Linked DNA regions of Mus musculus: region 1 is linked to region 2. The links are chromatin contacts, called in public HiChIP or PLAC-seq maps. All regions are on one chromosome and are shown on one strand. Each heading gives the region's core, a stretch centred on a gene start, on an enhancer-like site or on the middle of the called end of the contact. The rest is flanking DNA. Distances are from core to core; before and after follow the strand shown.

The links. HiChIP or PLAC-seq counts read pairs in DNA pulled down with a chosen protein or histone mark.
Region 1: an H3K27ac HiChIP or PLAC-seq map of embryonic stem cells shows a contact between it and region 2, with 5 times the contacts expected there. The contact joins the promoter of Arrdc4 here to the promoter of 4833412C05Rik in region 2. A contact is called at or near these places in 2 of 115 datasets of contacts at active chromatin or transcription factors (astrocytes and embryonic stem cells).

The regions. Positions count from the first base shown.
Region 1 is chr7:68,747,943-68,755,106 of GRCm38.p6, forward strand. It overlaps Arrdc4 (arrestin domain containing 4), which reads right to left and starts at 1,296. Exons shown (of 8, transcript NM_001042592.2): 1 at 827-1,296. The coding sequence starts at 1,124.
Region 2 is chr7:67,801,088-67,807,915 of GRCm38.p6, forward strand. It overlaps 4833412C05Rik (RIKEN cDNA 4833412C05 gene), which reads right to left and starts at 2,409. Exons shown (of 3, transcript NR_045954.1): 1 at 2,278-2,409. Gm34350 (a long non-coding RNA gene) reads left to right here and starts at 2,102. Exons shown (of 3, transcript XR_391567.3): 1 at 2,102-2,273.

The DNA.
Region 1 (7,164 bases), core at 46-2,545, 950 kb after region 2:
TATCCAAAATACAGCTCTCGTTAGGCACATATTTGAGGATTTATCTGGACACCATTGTACTTCTCCACAGGAGGATACGATGCACTAGGTAGTAAGCTTAAGGCATTTGATAGGTCCAAGATGATGAGGCAGACAGATAGAAGTTTACAATAGTTTCCACTGAGAGAAGACTGACTCACGGTTACTAGCATTTTCATGATGAAATGCAATCACATGAACCCAACATACATATGCATGGGCACTTCTGGAAAAGTCAGAAATGGCCCAGATGGCAGGCATTGTCTGCAAAGGCCTTTCTGAATGGGGAGAGGTAAGAGGAAGGGGAGCTACAGCAATGGATGGCTCTTAGTGAGATTCATGTTCCCCAGTGAGGAGACACTTCTCTCGAACTACCCAAGTACCACTTCCCTTTTCCCAAGATTTAGTTTTCTGTAAATCATCATGAACCCGGGAGTGTCTAGGGCCAGGACAGGCAGGAGCAGCAGGCCATCAAACTCTGGGCACCACATAACAGAATGTCACCAATTCCACCTTCCATGCCTCCAGGTGAGGAAGGACCTAGAACCCAGACAGTCAGATGGCGGGTTTCCATGGCAACGATTCTGTAATAGGTTACTAGAAGATCGCAGGAAGCTAAGTTCAAAGGTACACACCAACACAAAAGGGTCTGGCCTCCTCCTAGAAGCCAGGTAGGGGCACAGGCTTGGCCTCCTGCCCTTCCCCCGTGACAGCAGATGACTCCCCTTCCAGAAGCTTCCCTCAGTGCCACCCAGCACCCAGGGACGCGCCCCTTCCCGCCCCCCTCCCTGGGGATCTCCAAGCTCACCAGCTGGGGCCTCCAGCAGACTCAACCGCAGGTTCAAGTATTCCACTTCTGAGGAGGCTGCGGGAGAGCCCCCACCGATGCAGACCCTGGCCCCAGCGCTCGGGCCCCAGGCAGAGGTGGCACGGCCCTGGGCCTCCAGGCGCAGTCCGCGCAGGGCCACCGGCTCTGCCGCCTCCAGCAGCACGTGCCCGGCCACTGTCTCGCCGCTTGAGTAGCAGCCCTTGCTCTCATCTTCGAACACTAGCCCCAAGCTCTTGACACGGCCCCGAGGACCATCGGCTCCCGCCTCGCCTCCCATTCCGCCAGGCGATGCGGCTCTGCCACCAAGATCCGCAGTGGCCCCAGGTCGGGGTAGCCGGCTCCGCGACGCTGCTGTCACGGGCGCCGGCCGCACACCCAGGGCCACTACGGCCACAGCGCCCAGCCGGGTGAAACACCCGCACTGGGGCCCTGTCTCTTTAACACACCCCACTGGGACTGGAAAGGGGCTGACACGGCCCGCCTACAGAGCACTGCCATTGGCCAGTCGCGAAACCTGCTTCTTTCCCATTGGCTGTACATGGCCACTTAGTCATTTCATTGGCGCCCCCACACCAGGCTGAGCAGGACGGTGGTGCGTGATCAGGAGGGCTTCACCAATCGGGAGACACCATAGTGCACGTGCACAGGACCTTTATTGGTGGGAGCAAGGCACAGTCCTGGGCCACAGACCAATAGTGAGGCAGTGCGCCCATGTGGACAGAGGATGGGAAACAATATCTGTTAGGGAGGGGGCGGTTCCCGGCTCACCGGCGCATTGGTGTCAGCGTTGCTATGGTTATAGTGGGGGCGGGCTTTCCAGCTCAGAGAGGCTAGAGTAGTTTGTACTAGAACATGAACTTGTGGCTGCAGCAGGCCCAGTTTAAGATTACTTCTGCAGAGTGCCCAGCAAAAGGTTTCTTGGAAAATGGAACTCAGGAGTCTCGCTTTATGCTGGCTGCCTTGGAACTTTAAAGCAGATATCAGAATCTGCTAACTTTCATGATTCTGAGCCACACCTCTTTGGGTCTCAGACAGAATTCCTGTACTAGCTGAGAGCCAATGTCTTGGAAGAATGCTGTGATTCTTAGTGCTTTTGTCCTGAGAAGTTCTGTTCCTGGTTGCTGAAGTCCAGCCAGACTCCGTCTCTGGTTCTTCTGCCTCTAAATAAGGTCGTGGTTTTAAAACAGCACCTGCCACTTATTGGTGCTGATGCAAACAGAAGGACTCCATTATTGACTGAATAATACTCTATTTGGTCGTTATATACATGCATAAGTTGTAAAGTGTGCAAATATTATGTCTGGAAAAAAAGATCGATACTTGACACACAAGTGCCCCACCCAAAAGGATTTCGTAACCCCGGGATCATAGTCCTAGAACATGCCCAGCTGTCTCCGTGACTTGTTCCCCAAACCCACAGCTCTTCTTGCTGGTTTCTTTTTAATTCACACCGTTCTAGATAGCCTTTTGGTATCTAGAATATTTAAATATGTGTAATTATTTGTCTATCAATTTGTAATCCTTTATTTCCCCTCGTTAAAATTCTAAGTGCGTAAGCTGTTATCAAGGTTTGATAATTGAAAATTGAAACTGAAGGATATTTTCTTTCCAAGGCTCTGAAAGTATAGGTTGTTTTACTGCACTCTTTTGAGTTTAGATGATCAACACGGGCATTTTTATTGTTATCTATCTATTTATTCATTTGTATAATATTTCTATTCTTGAAGAAGTCCATGCATGCATGCAGTATATTTGCTCATATTCTACCCCCATTCCTCCCCTAACTCCTTCCAAACGCATACTTACCTCCATATTCTAACTTCACGTCCTCTTTTCAAAATTGTTGATTTAATTTAAAGTGTGGTTTGCTGTCATAGAGCTCACTGGTGCTCTATCTGTGCTGCTCATACATTTGAGCAGAGGCCATCCACTGCAGCATGGTTGACCTGCCAGGAGTCACACCCTCAAAGAACACTGTAACTTTAGTAAGGCTTTAGGGTGTCCAAAGATTCTTTAACACTTCTCAAAGAAAGTAAAAAGAGCCATAAATCCAGCCCTGGGGGTCCCGAAATACTACCCTTGGGTTCCTGATCACAGTGTCTATAATGGTCCCTGCTTCCTTTCCTTCACAGCACAGCTTGATCTTAAACATGTACTTGCACGGTGTTTATTGCCCCCACTGAGGACAAAGACTTTGCTCTCATGCATTGTTTTTTAACCTTTTGTATCTAACACAGAAGCAAGCAATACTCAATCAATGTGTGTTAACAAACACTGAATGATGGATCACAACCACCGGTTTTGAGACAGATGAATAGTGCTGGACCTCTTACTGATCTTCCACTGGCTCCAGGGAGAGATGTTCTCCTCAAAATTAAGTGTCTAGGAAAGAGGTGAAAGTTCACTGACATGCACAGACTGGCACCAGGACAGAACTGTAGACATGGCATCCCATGCTACCAGAGACCAAGATTTTGGTTTTTTGCTTGTTTGTTTTTTGCTTGTTTGTTTTACTAGGTTTGGAGATCCAACCTAAGATTTTTTGCAAAGCAGGCAAGCTCTCTCTCTCACTAAGCCACATCTCCAACCTTTAGGTTTTAGAGACAGGGTTTACACTAAGTAAATATGGGTAGTTCAGGTGTCCAGACCCCCTCTCTCTCCTAAGTGCTAGCATTTATAAGCACGAGTCATTGTGCCAGCAATGATTGTGCCAGTAATGATTTTAGACTATAGGCACCTGGATGTGTGAGCAAGAGCAGTTTAGCAAATGTAGTTCTTGGGGCTGGTGAGATGACTCAGCAGGTAAAGGCACTTGCCATAAAGCTGGACCATCTGGACTTTGAGGCCCAGGACCTACAGGTGAGAGGGAAAGAACTACTCCTGCGAGCTGTCCTCTGTCCTCCACATGCATAGCATGGCATGAACATGTTCATACATAGACACACACTCTTGCTCTCTCTCTCTCTCACACACATGCATATGTATACACACATATAAAACGTTATGTCAAGTTTAGTGTAATGTATACACACACACATAACACAGAAATACACACATAAAACTTTATGATGTGTGTTTGCATGTGTATGTGCTTATGTGTGTATGTCACTTATATTTCTGTTTAGAAGTGTCAGGACTAATCATTTGCTCTTTTATTGATAAGATTATATTGTTTTGGTGTTCTGCTGTTTGAATTATTTTTTCATTAATTAATTCACTTTCCATCCTGATCATAGGACCACTCCATCCTCTCCTCCATGCCCTACTCTTACAAATTCTTTCCACTATTACCCCCTCCCCTTCTCCTCTTTGGGCCCACCCTACATTGGGACATCAAGTTACAGCAGGACCCTCCTCTCCCACTAAGGCCCAACTGGTCAATCTGGCTAGGGGACAGGGATCAAATATCAGGCAACAGGGTCAGAGACCCCTGCTCCAATAGTTAGAGGACCCACATGAAGACCAAGCTGCACATCTACATCAATGTATAGGGAGTCTAAATCCAGTCCCTGCATGCTCTTTGGTTGGTGGCTCAGTCTCTGTGAATCCCCATGGCCCTGGGTTAGTTGATTCTGTAGGTCTTCTTGTGGTGTTCTTAATCCTTCTTGCTTGTCACTTCTATCTTCCACTCTTCCACAAGACTCCCCTAGCTCTGCCTGATATTTGGTTGTAGGTCTCTGCATCTGTTTCCATAAGCTGCTGGATGAAGCCTCTCAGGAGACAGTTATACAAGGCACCTGTCTGAAAGCATAGCAGAGTAACATTAATGGTGTCAGGGGCTGGCTTTCTCACATGGGATGGTCTCAAGTTGGGTCAGGTATTGGCTGGCTGTTCCCTCAATCTGTGCTCCATCTTTATCCTTGCATATCTTGTAATCAGGACAAATTTTAGTTAGAAGGTTTTGTGGGTGCTTTGATGCCCTTCTCCTTTCACTGGAAGTCCTGCCTGGCCACAGGAGGTGGACACTTCAGTCTTCATATCCTCTGCTGGTAGGAATCTCAGTTATGATCACCACCATTGATTCCTGGTGGTCCTCCTCATCCCATGTCTCCAGCTACTTTGAAAGATGCCCCCACTGATTTCCATTCACACCCCCAGTCCTCTCCAGTCATCACCTCTGCCCACACCTGATCCCCAACCCTGTTCCCTCCTTACCCCCTCTCCCACTCAGTTCCTTTCCTCTGTCCATCTCTGATGTCTATTTTATGCCCACCTTTGAGTAAGAGTCGCACATCATTCCTTTCCTTAGGCCCTCCTTATTTCTTAGTTTCTTTGGGTCTTGGATTGCAGCATGGTTATTTTGTACTTGATGGCTAATGCCAACTTATAAGTTAGTACCTGCCGTGTATGTCTTTATGAGTTTGTGTTACCTCACTGTATTAGTCAGGGTTCTCTAGAGTCACAGAACTTATGGATAGTCTCTAGATAATAAAGGAATTTATTGATGACTTACAGTCGGCAGCCCAATTCCCAACAATTGTTCAGTCGCAGCTGTGAATGGAAGTCCAAGGATCTAGCAGTTACTCAGTCTCACGCAGCAAGCAGGCGAAGGAGCAAGAGCTCGAGCTAGACTCCCTTCTTCCAATGTCCTTATATTGTCTCCAGCAAAAGGTGTAGCCCAGATTAAAGGTGTGTTCCACCACACCTTTAATCCCAGATGAAAGGCATAGCCCAGATTAAAGGTGTGTTCCTTAACTCGGAGATTCAATCTTCTGGAATCCATAGCCACTATGGCTCAAGATCTTCAAACCAAGATCCAGATAAGGATCTCCAAGCCTCCAGATAAGGGTCACTGGTGAGCCTTCCAATTCCGGATTGTAGTTCATTCCAAATATTGTCAAGTTGACAACCAGGAATAGCCACTACACTCACACAGGATGACATTCCATCCATTTGCCTACAAATTTCATGATGCCTTTGTTTTTCATAGCTGAGTAGTATTCCATTGTGTAGGTGTACCACATTTTCTATATCCATTCTTCAGTTGAAGGGTGTCTATGTTGTTTCCAGTTTCTGGTTATGAATAAAGCTTCTATGAATGGAGTCAAGCAAATGTCCGTGTGGTATAGTGGGACATCCTTTGGGTATATGCTCAGGAACATATAGCTGAATCTTGTGTGTGTGTATTCCCAATTTTCTGAGAAACCGCCAGATTGATTTCCAGAGTGGTTGAACTTGTTTGTACTCCCTCCAGCAATGGAAGAGTGTTCCCGTTGTTTCTCATCCTTGCCAGCATGTGCTGTCACTCGAGTTTTTGATCTTAGCTATTCTGACTGTAGTAAGATAGAATCTCAGAGTGATTTGGATTTAATGCAGCCTAGCTCACAAAGACCGCTGTGTAGAAGGTTTTTATTAGCATGCAATGCCCATGCTAATCATTTTTTTTTGAGTGGTCAGAATTCTTTTTAGAAAGGTGTTGCTCAGCTCTGTATCTTGAAGTGTTTCTGATTCATGCATGTTTTCTTCTAGTAGCATCAAAGTTTCAGGTTTGTATTGAAATCTTTGATCTGTTTTGTGTTAAATGTCTCTTCCTCTTCTAGGATAGTGTTTTGTTCAAAATTGTTCCTCCGTGTTTTAGTACTTTATATCAGTCTTTCACCTCCTTGATTGGCTTCCATCCTATCTATTTCACTGTCTTTTAAAGGCTCCTGTGGGTGTTTTTCCTGATTTCTCTCACAGAATGTTCATTATTGGAACATAGAAAAGCTGTTGATTTTTGTGTGCAGATTGCCCTGTTTATTCTCTGAAAACTTATCAAATTCAAGTGTTTCCTGCTTGTCTTTAGTCTGTCAAGTGTGGGTTCATATCACCTGAAAAGAAAGCTTTGACTCATCTTTCCCCAAGTTGTATCCCCTTTCTCATGCTTTATTGCTCTGGCTAAGACTGCAAACTCTGTATTAAATGATAATGTAGATAGTAGACATACCACTATCTCTCTTTGTCCTAGACGAAATGCTTTGAGTTTCCCGTATAATGCGGGTTGTTGTTTTTCCATATGCCACACGTATATAAAACTAGGGGTAAATGTTAGGCATCTTCCTCTATTCATTTCCACCTCATATTTTGAGGCAGGGCTTCTCATTGAACCTGGAGCTTTCCAGTTCAACAAGACTGGCTGGCCAACAAGCTCCAGGAATGTCCTTGTCTCTCTCTTTGGTGCTAGGATCATAGGGATGTACCTTCATGCTCAGGTTTTCTAACTGCTGGCTATACACTTGTGTTCATTATTTATATCATCTGTGGTTAATTCTGGTAAGCCATGTCTATAGATGTCTATTCATTTCTTGTAGATTTTCTAATTTGTTGGAATGTCATTT
Region 2 (6,828 bases), core at 1,159-3,658:
TTCTACATTTGACCTTCCTTTGGGTTCTGAATGCTCCTGTAACAAATAGCCAGACAGCGTATTGACCTACACCCTGCCTAGCCTCTCTGCCACGGTGTCAGCATTGTGTTGAGATGTGGATATGTGTTTTCTCTGGAGGGGGTTGGCTGGCATGCCCTACACAGGGAGACACCAGAGAATGACTCATCAGCCCAACAGCACCAACCTTTCAAGCCTCAGGAATCTCTTGAGCTGGTGGCTAAGTGATTGACAGATGAAAATCAGCCGTGACAGGGATGTTTTCAGCAGGGGCAGTAGATGCTAGGATACAGGGCTTTTCCTGTTGGCATGCAGATTAAGTACCAGCCAGTACATCACTAGGTACATGGCTCTGGCTTTAGCCAGCTGATTTCACTGGACACCAGGAGTCTCAGGTAAAGGATCCAAAAGGCAGTGACAAGCCAGGATCTGCCACTGCAGCAGCATCTGGATACATTGGCAACATCTGTGGGAGCAGGGAACGGTGCTCAGGGGTGCTGGAACCAGCTGCTATTTCCTAGTATCTCTGACTAGGTCTTCCTTCAGCTTGATTTCCTTTGTTTCCTGCCCAGTTTTTAAAGCCTCTTCTGCCTTCTTGTCAGTTCCAAACTGTCCCTTTCTGCCCTGCTAGCCAGAACCAGTTCCTACTAAGAGTCTCTGCCTTGTAGAGATGCTTAATTATTTGATAGTACATCTGGACATAGAGAACCCTCCCATTTTGCTTCCTTAAGACGAAGGGCTATGCTCATTTGCATAGTAAACCTATATGGAGTACCTACAGGCTGTGTGCTATGGCAGACCTAGTGTCAGGACATGTAGCTGACTAGGAAAAGCATGTCTCTGTCCTTGGGAACTTATTGAACTAAAAGAAGGCCAACATCAAACAACTAATTATGGAATTAATTCTTCACTGGGTCCTCCCATCAGCACTGGGTGACGCCAAACTATAGGTAAATATTTGAATCCCACAGAGGATACAAAGGAAACATGGAAACCGGAGACACCGCTCATGTCTCCCTTCCAAAGTCATCAGTTCAGCTGGCAATAGAGCCGAGAGCTTATGTAACTAAGAAACCATCCCACGCAAGTTCCCACACCAGAGGGACACGGGGGTCGTTAGTGTCCAATTCGGGGGATCAGGGAAGACTTTGTGGGGGATTTATTCACGGCCTTGACAGTGGATCACAAAGAGCTCAGCAATGAAGGAAGAAAGCATCCCTGTAAAATTAGCCACCTAAAGTTCCGCCACCCACCAAGGCCCACAGTTTAGTGCTGCCATGAGTCCCCTCTGAACAGCCACAGGACAAGATCCACTTATACACGCTGTTGACTCCCTGCTGTGTCCATTTAACAGTGTGTGGTGGATATTTGGCCTCTGACAATTATTCCTAGTCTACATCCCATTTAAGCAGCCAAAGACGATTCCATTACATGGGTGTACAGTAAACGAATCAAATCCCTATTAATGAACATTTAGGGTTTGGGTCAAGGGTATATACACTCTGGAACCCCAAGGCCTGAGCCTGAATCCAGTTAGTGACCTGGCTGGGTGGTAGGAGGAAGGCTGTGTTTCTGAAGGCGTGGTCCTTCCCCGTAGCAGAGGTACCTGCAGATGGTAATGATGTGGGATATTCAGAACAGTGGTTAGCACCCAGGGAGCGCTCAATCAAGGCTCGGATCGGACAGGCTATAAGCACTCTGTCATCCTGACCAAAGTGTTGGTTTGCTCCCCTCTGTTTCATCACTCAAAACACCCAAAGTGCACACAGTCAAAAAGCACATACATGAGCGCAATCATCTAGTCACCACTGTGATCGGTAAGAGGTAGTGAACGAGGAGAGCCTCTGACTCCTTCCTGGAACCCATCAGGACCCTCCCGTTATCCACAAACCATCTAGTGAGGTTTCTTGATTTGCCTTCTGGGTGGCCTTCTGGAATCTAAAGCAAGAGGAGCATTCATAACAAGTCAAGTCAGACGCTTTCACTACGATTTCAAGGAGGGGAAGCTGGAGTCGAGGCCATGTTTGAAAATATAGGTCAAATCTTGGTTTCTGTGGTTACTGAACACTGTCAGCCACTGTGACTCCCTCTGTGTGGGTGATGCCAAGGTTCAGAGGTCTGACAGCCCTGTCTAGCTCCTCTACAAGTGTCACCTCTCTCGCCCCTCCCCAAGGTCTGAGGCTTCTCTCAGCCCTACTGACCCCCAGGCCCGAGGGTCCTGAGCTTGGGCAACACCCAGGAGTAAGCTACTGCAGGTACCTTGCTCTTCATGCCTGAGGTTGGGGGCGGGGTGCTGGGACTGCTGCTGCTGAAGTTCGGGATGTCTCCATACCCCTGCAGTTCTACCCACTAGTCTGCTGCTGCATGTGGGGACTGCCGGGGAGCAGGGAGGAGGCCATGTGGGGAGGGAACAATGTAGTGGGTTGTTTAGCTGACTGTCAGCCTCGTTCTGGGATCCTCCTTTCCACGCCCCTTGGCTTAACCGCCACAGGCACAGCTCACAGAGGCAAGAGCCCCCTTATTTGGTCTTGGAAAGAAAGGGGAAAGGTTATCCTCGGATGCCTGCGGCGTTGGGTCATCAGCCCGCAGTTGCTGGCCCGCACCCGCGGGTGCAGTTCAGTCTCCCACCGGCAGGTGGCGGCACCGCGCAGGGTCTGGGGAGATGGCCAGCTGGTAAACAACCCGCAGGATCCAATGCCCTAGGGTGGGGACCCGCCCGGATGGGGGTGGGCGCCTTATGAGTCCGCACGTGGACAGTGATGCGGAGGGAGAAGCTAAGCTTCAGAGGAAGGGAATGGGGAGGAAAGAGCCCAATACCTTGTTTGTGGGAGAGTCAAGCTTCCCGAATTGCTCTGGCTGTAGGGTGTGACTTTGCCTTGATGGATTTCACGTGAGCGGCTGGAGAGTGCGCTGTGCCAGGCGGGAATCTGCTTCAAAGTCACCCACGCGGGTTCAGGGGACTCGAATCTCTGGATGTGTGTCAGTAAGGCACCGTGTGGGGCTCTGCACCAGCTGGGAGATTCGCTTTCTTGCCCATCCTTTTTCCTCTCAATCTCCTCTCTACCCCCCCCCCCCCGCCTCCTCCTTGCTCTTCCTGCCTCTCCGTGAGCCTGGGGGTGTGAAGCGACCCACTTTCCTCCTTGTGGCCCGAAGAGTTTTTAAGTTCGAACCGCCACGTGGCTGGTTCCTTTCCTACACCTTCCTGCAAGAGAACAATTGCCACCATTTTATCTTGAGGTTAGAAAGGCTCTGGTCACCCCAACAGTAATGGACAATGCTGGTTCCCCAAAGCCAATGTTTGTTTCAGTGATTGAGAACTGCCACACACACACACACACACACACACACACACACACACACACACACACACACACGCACGCACGCACGCACGCCCCCCACCCCCACCCTTGCCGCCGCCCCTTCCAGTGACTCCTCCAGGTAAAGCCCAGGGGTATCACAGGGAGCTGGCAGGGCATAGTGGCCTCCCAACACTTTAACACTTGCCTTTCATCCCAGCACTCAGGAAGCAGGGGGCTTAGTGAGTTTGAGCCTAGAGGGCCAGTCAGGGCTATATAATTACATTCTGTCTCAAAACAAAAACAAAAACAAAAACAAAACGCCAAGATTTGGGCTGTAGTGGTTAAGAACACTTGCAGCTCTTGTAGGTGACCCAGGCTGGATTCCCAGCATACACAAGGTGATTCTCCACCATCTGCAACTCCAGTTCCAAGCGATGTCTTCTTCCAATCGCCTCAGGTGCCAAGCATGCATGTGGTGCCCATACATACATGGAGGCAAAGCATAAAATGGGTAAATTGCATTCAAAACAGAGCACAGAGACGTTTTAAAGATGGATCAACAGTAGACCCTCTTCCTGGACTTTCACTGACCTCCAAAATGGCTCCTAGGTGGTCAGTCTGCAGCACCGGTTCTTGTTGCTTGGTTGTTGATGGCTCCAAAGAGAAGCCGACAAGTCTAAGCTCTTCCCCATCTGCCTCCTGACAGGGACCCTAATGACCTCCCACTTTGGGTTTCTTCACCTGGGAAGACATCAGTTTTCTGAGTCACACAATTATGGACAACTTTTGAAAATTATTGGGGTGACAGGTTCATGCTTGCCTTACATCCTACGGTACCTGGTTGCATTTCTTTGTATGTGTTGCATGTATATATGTGGGGACATGTTCTAGTGGAGGGCAGTGGACAAGTTCAGTTTCCTTTCTCAGGCGCTGCCCACCTATATTCCCTTAGGTTGATCAGCAAGCCCCAGCAGTCTGTCTGTCTGTCCCCCAGTGCTGGGATTATACAGCAATCTCACACATTGAGATTTTCCTTCTTCCTCTTCTGCTTCTTCCCCTTCCTCTCTTTTATCTTAAAGTCTGTGCGAACAAGATTAAATCCAAGGAACATCTTTATTTTCCGTGAGACAGTTTTGAAGCTGTTCCTATTAATTTGGGTGGGTTCCTGGTTTCTAAGAATTCACTCAGCATGCCACATAGTAAGTGCGTGCGTGTGTGGGGAGTTCCCGAAAGGCTATCCAGGAACAGGCTGCTCCACAGTCTTTGTTTTATTGGTTACAGTCATTCAAAACTCCACTGATAGCCAGATGGTTCACCAAACCTCCAATTGCACAGGCTCGTGACTGCCTTCAGTGGCCTCTGTGGCATTTCTGTTTTATGTCACAGGAGGTCAGCCTGGCTCTCCTTGAAGGATCCTCTGCTCCTCTCTGGAGCCAGCTTGAATGACAGCACTCTCACTGGCTGTCTAGGTTGGTTGTGACATCCCAGAACCCAGTCCCTATATCAGGAGCAGTTGTGGTTTGCCTGCACCATGACAGCATGGCTTGTCCCTTCCTATGTGTGCCGGCCAACTCAAGTGTTGGCTTGTTCTGCTCTTCATTCTGAGGTTGATCCCACCATAAGCTAGTCCTCAAGTCTTGATTTGGTTCTGTTCGGTTGCCTGGATTCTGCCCTCTGTGCATGCCTTGAGGTAGGTTGAATTACCATCCTCTTAAGGATGATCCTTGTTTGGAAGGGCAGTGGTGCCCAGTGATGAACTTGGCGCGTGGGGGATGGGGGGTGGGGCAGCTGCAAAGCCTGAGGTACGCACTTTAAACTTTGTGTGGTAGCTGCTAATGGGGTGCAAGGCTGGTAGCACTGTCCAGCCTATGGGGTGCACAGGATGCCTACCTTCAAGATTTAGTGGAGGAGGAAACATTGTAGCTGCCCAAGGGTATCCTGACTGCCTTTCATCTGCTTAGATCCCTACAGCCACACAGAGCCCCCCTTTAGGCCCAGGTTGTCAGAATTCATCCTTTGCAAAAGACGGAAATCCAGCCCACGCTTGTTTATGCAAATAAAGGCATTTAATTGTCTCAAGAAAAAGACAGTGGAGATGTCCATTTCACGTACAGCTTCATCTAGCAGATTAACAACACCGTTTCAATTACCCTTATCCTTAGCTCAGCTGGGGTGACTTCATTCTCAGGTTGGCACCCTCACTGGCCCTTGATCATCCTTCATTGGCCAGCCCCAATAAGCCTTAAGAAACTTGAGTTCCTGAAGGGAAATCATGGGGGAACATGTGTGAGTGTGTGTGTGTGTGTGTGTGTGTGTGTATCTCCCTTCCTCTGTGCTATCAATCAAAAGACAGAAAACTTGAATGGGGAACAGTCCTGTCATGAGGGGTCCCTAGCAATCAGCCTGGCTGGGAAGGGATAAGTTGAACTGTGTCCCATTCACCCAGGGGACCAGCTTCAATGACAGAAGGAAACATTGCTGTCTAAGTTGTAGAGATGGCTCACTGGATAAAGCCTATGTTACTCAAACATGAGAACCTCAGTAGGATCCCAGCATCCATGTGAGAAGCAACGTGTAGACACAGACACTAGTAACCCCAAGTCCTACTGGGAGCAGGACAGAGGGGTCAGTAGGGCTTCCCGGCCACCACCATAACTCAAAGTTCAGTAAGAGACCTTATCTGAAAATAATAATGGTTAGAGTGATGGAGAAAAATACCTGATGTTCTCCTCTGACTTCCAAACCCACATCCATGCACACACACCTACATACATACACATGTGTAGAAAACACACACACCCTGGCTGTCCTAAGAACTCTGTGCCAAGAAGTCTAGAAACCCGCAGGCCCTAAGTGTAGCAAAAGTAATTTAACGGGGCTGGAGAGATGGCTCAGTGGTTAAGAGCACTGACTGCTCTTCCGAAGGTCCTGAGTTCAAATCCCAGCAACCACATGGTGGCTCACAACCATCAGTAACGAGATCTGACGCCCTCTTCTGGTGCATCTGGAGACAGCTACAGTGGACTTAGATATAATAATAAATAAATCTTAAAAAAGAAAAAAGTAATTTAACAATATGATGTATAGTGATTTGAATAGACTAGTTAATAAGATGGCCATAACGATATAATATATACGAATAAGTATAAATGTATAAATATACATAAATGTACCATAGCATAATGGCACATAAGTATATGCGAAAATGCAATAAAGTCTCACTGAACTAGCGGAACTAGGGATCCCTGGGGACCCTTAATGAGAGTCACCACACAAACAACTATAAATAAGACATTACCAATCCACACCAAGGGGCATGCCAGGCTGTGGCCTGGGCTTGGGCACAAGCTGCGTGTTGACTTGTTTCGTGCTCCAATCTGATGCAATTCAAGCTGGTGCCAGAGCAAACAGGCACAGTATTAGACACCGTGGACCCTTGGATGCCTCTCAAACAGTTAAACTTGAATCTATTTACCAGGTCGACTCTGGCCATCAAATGTCCCCTGAGCCG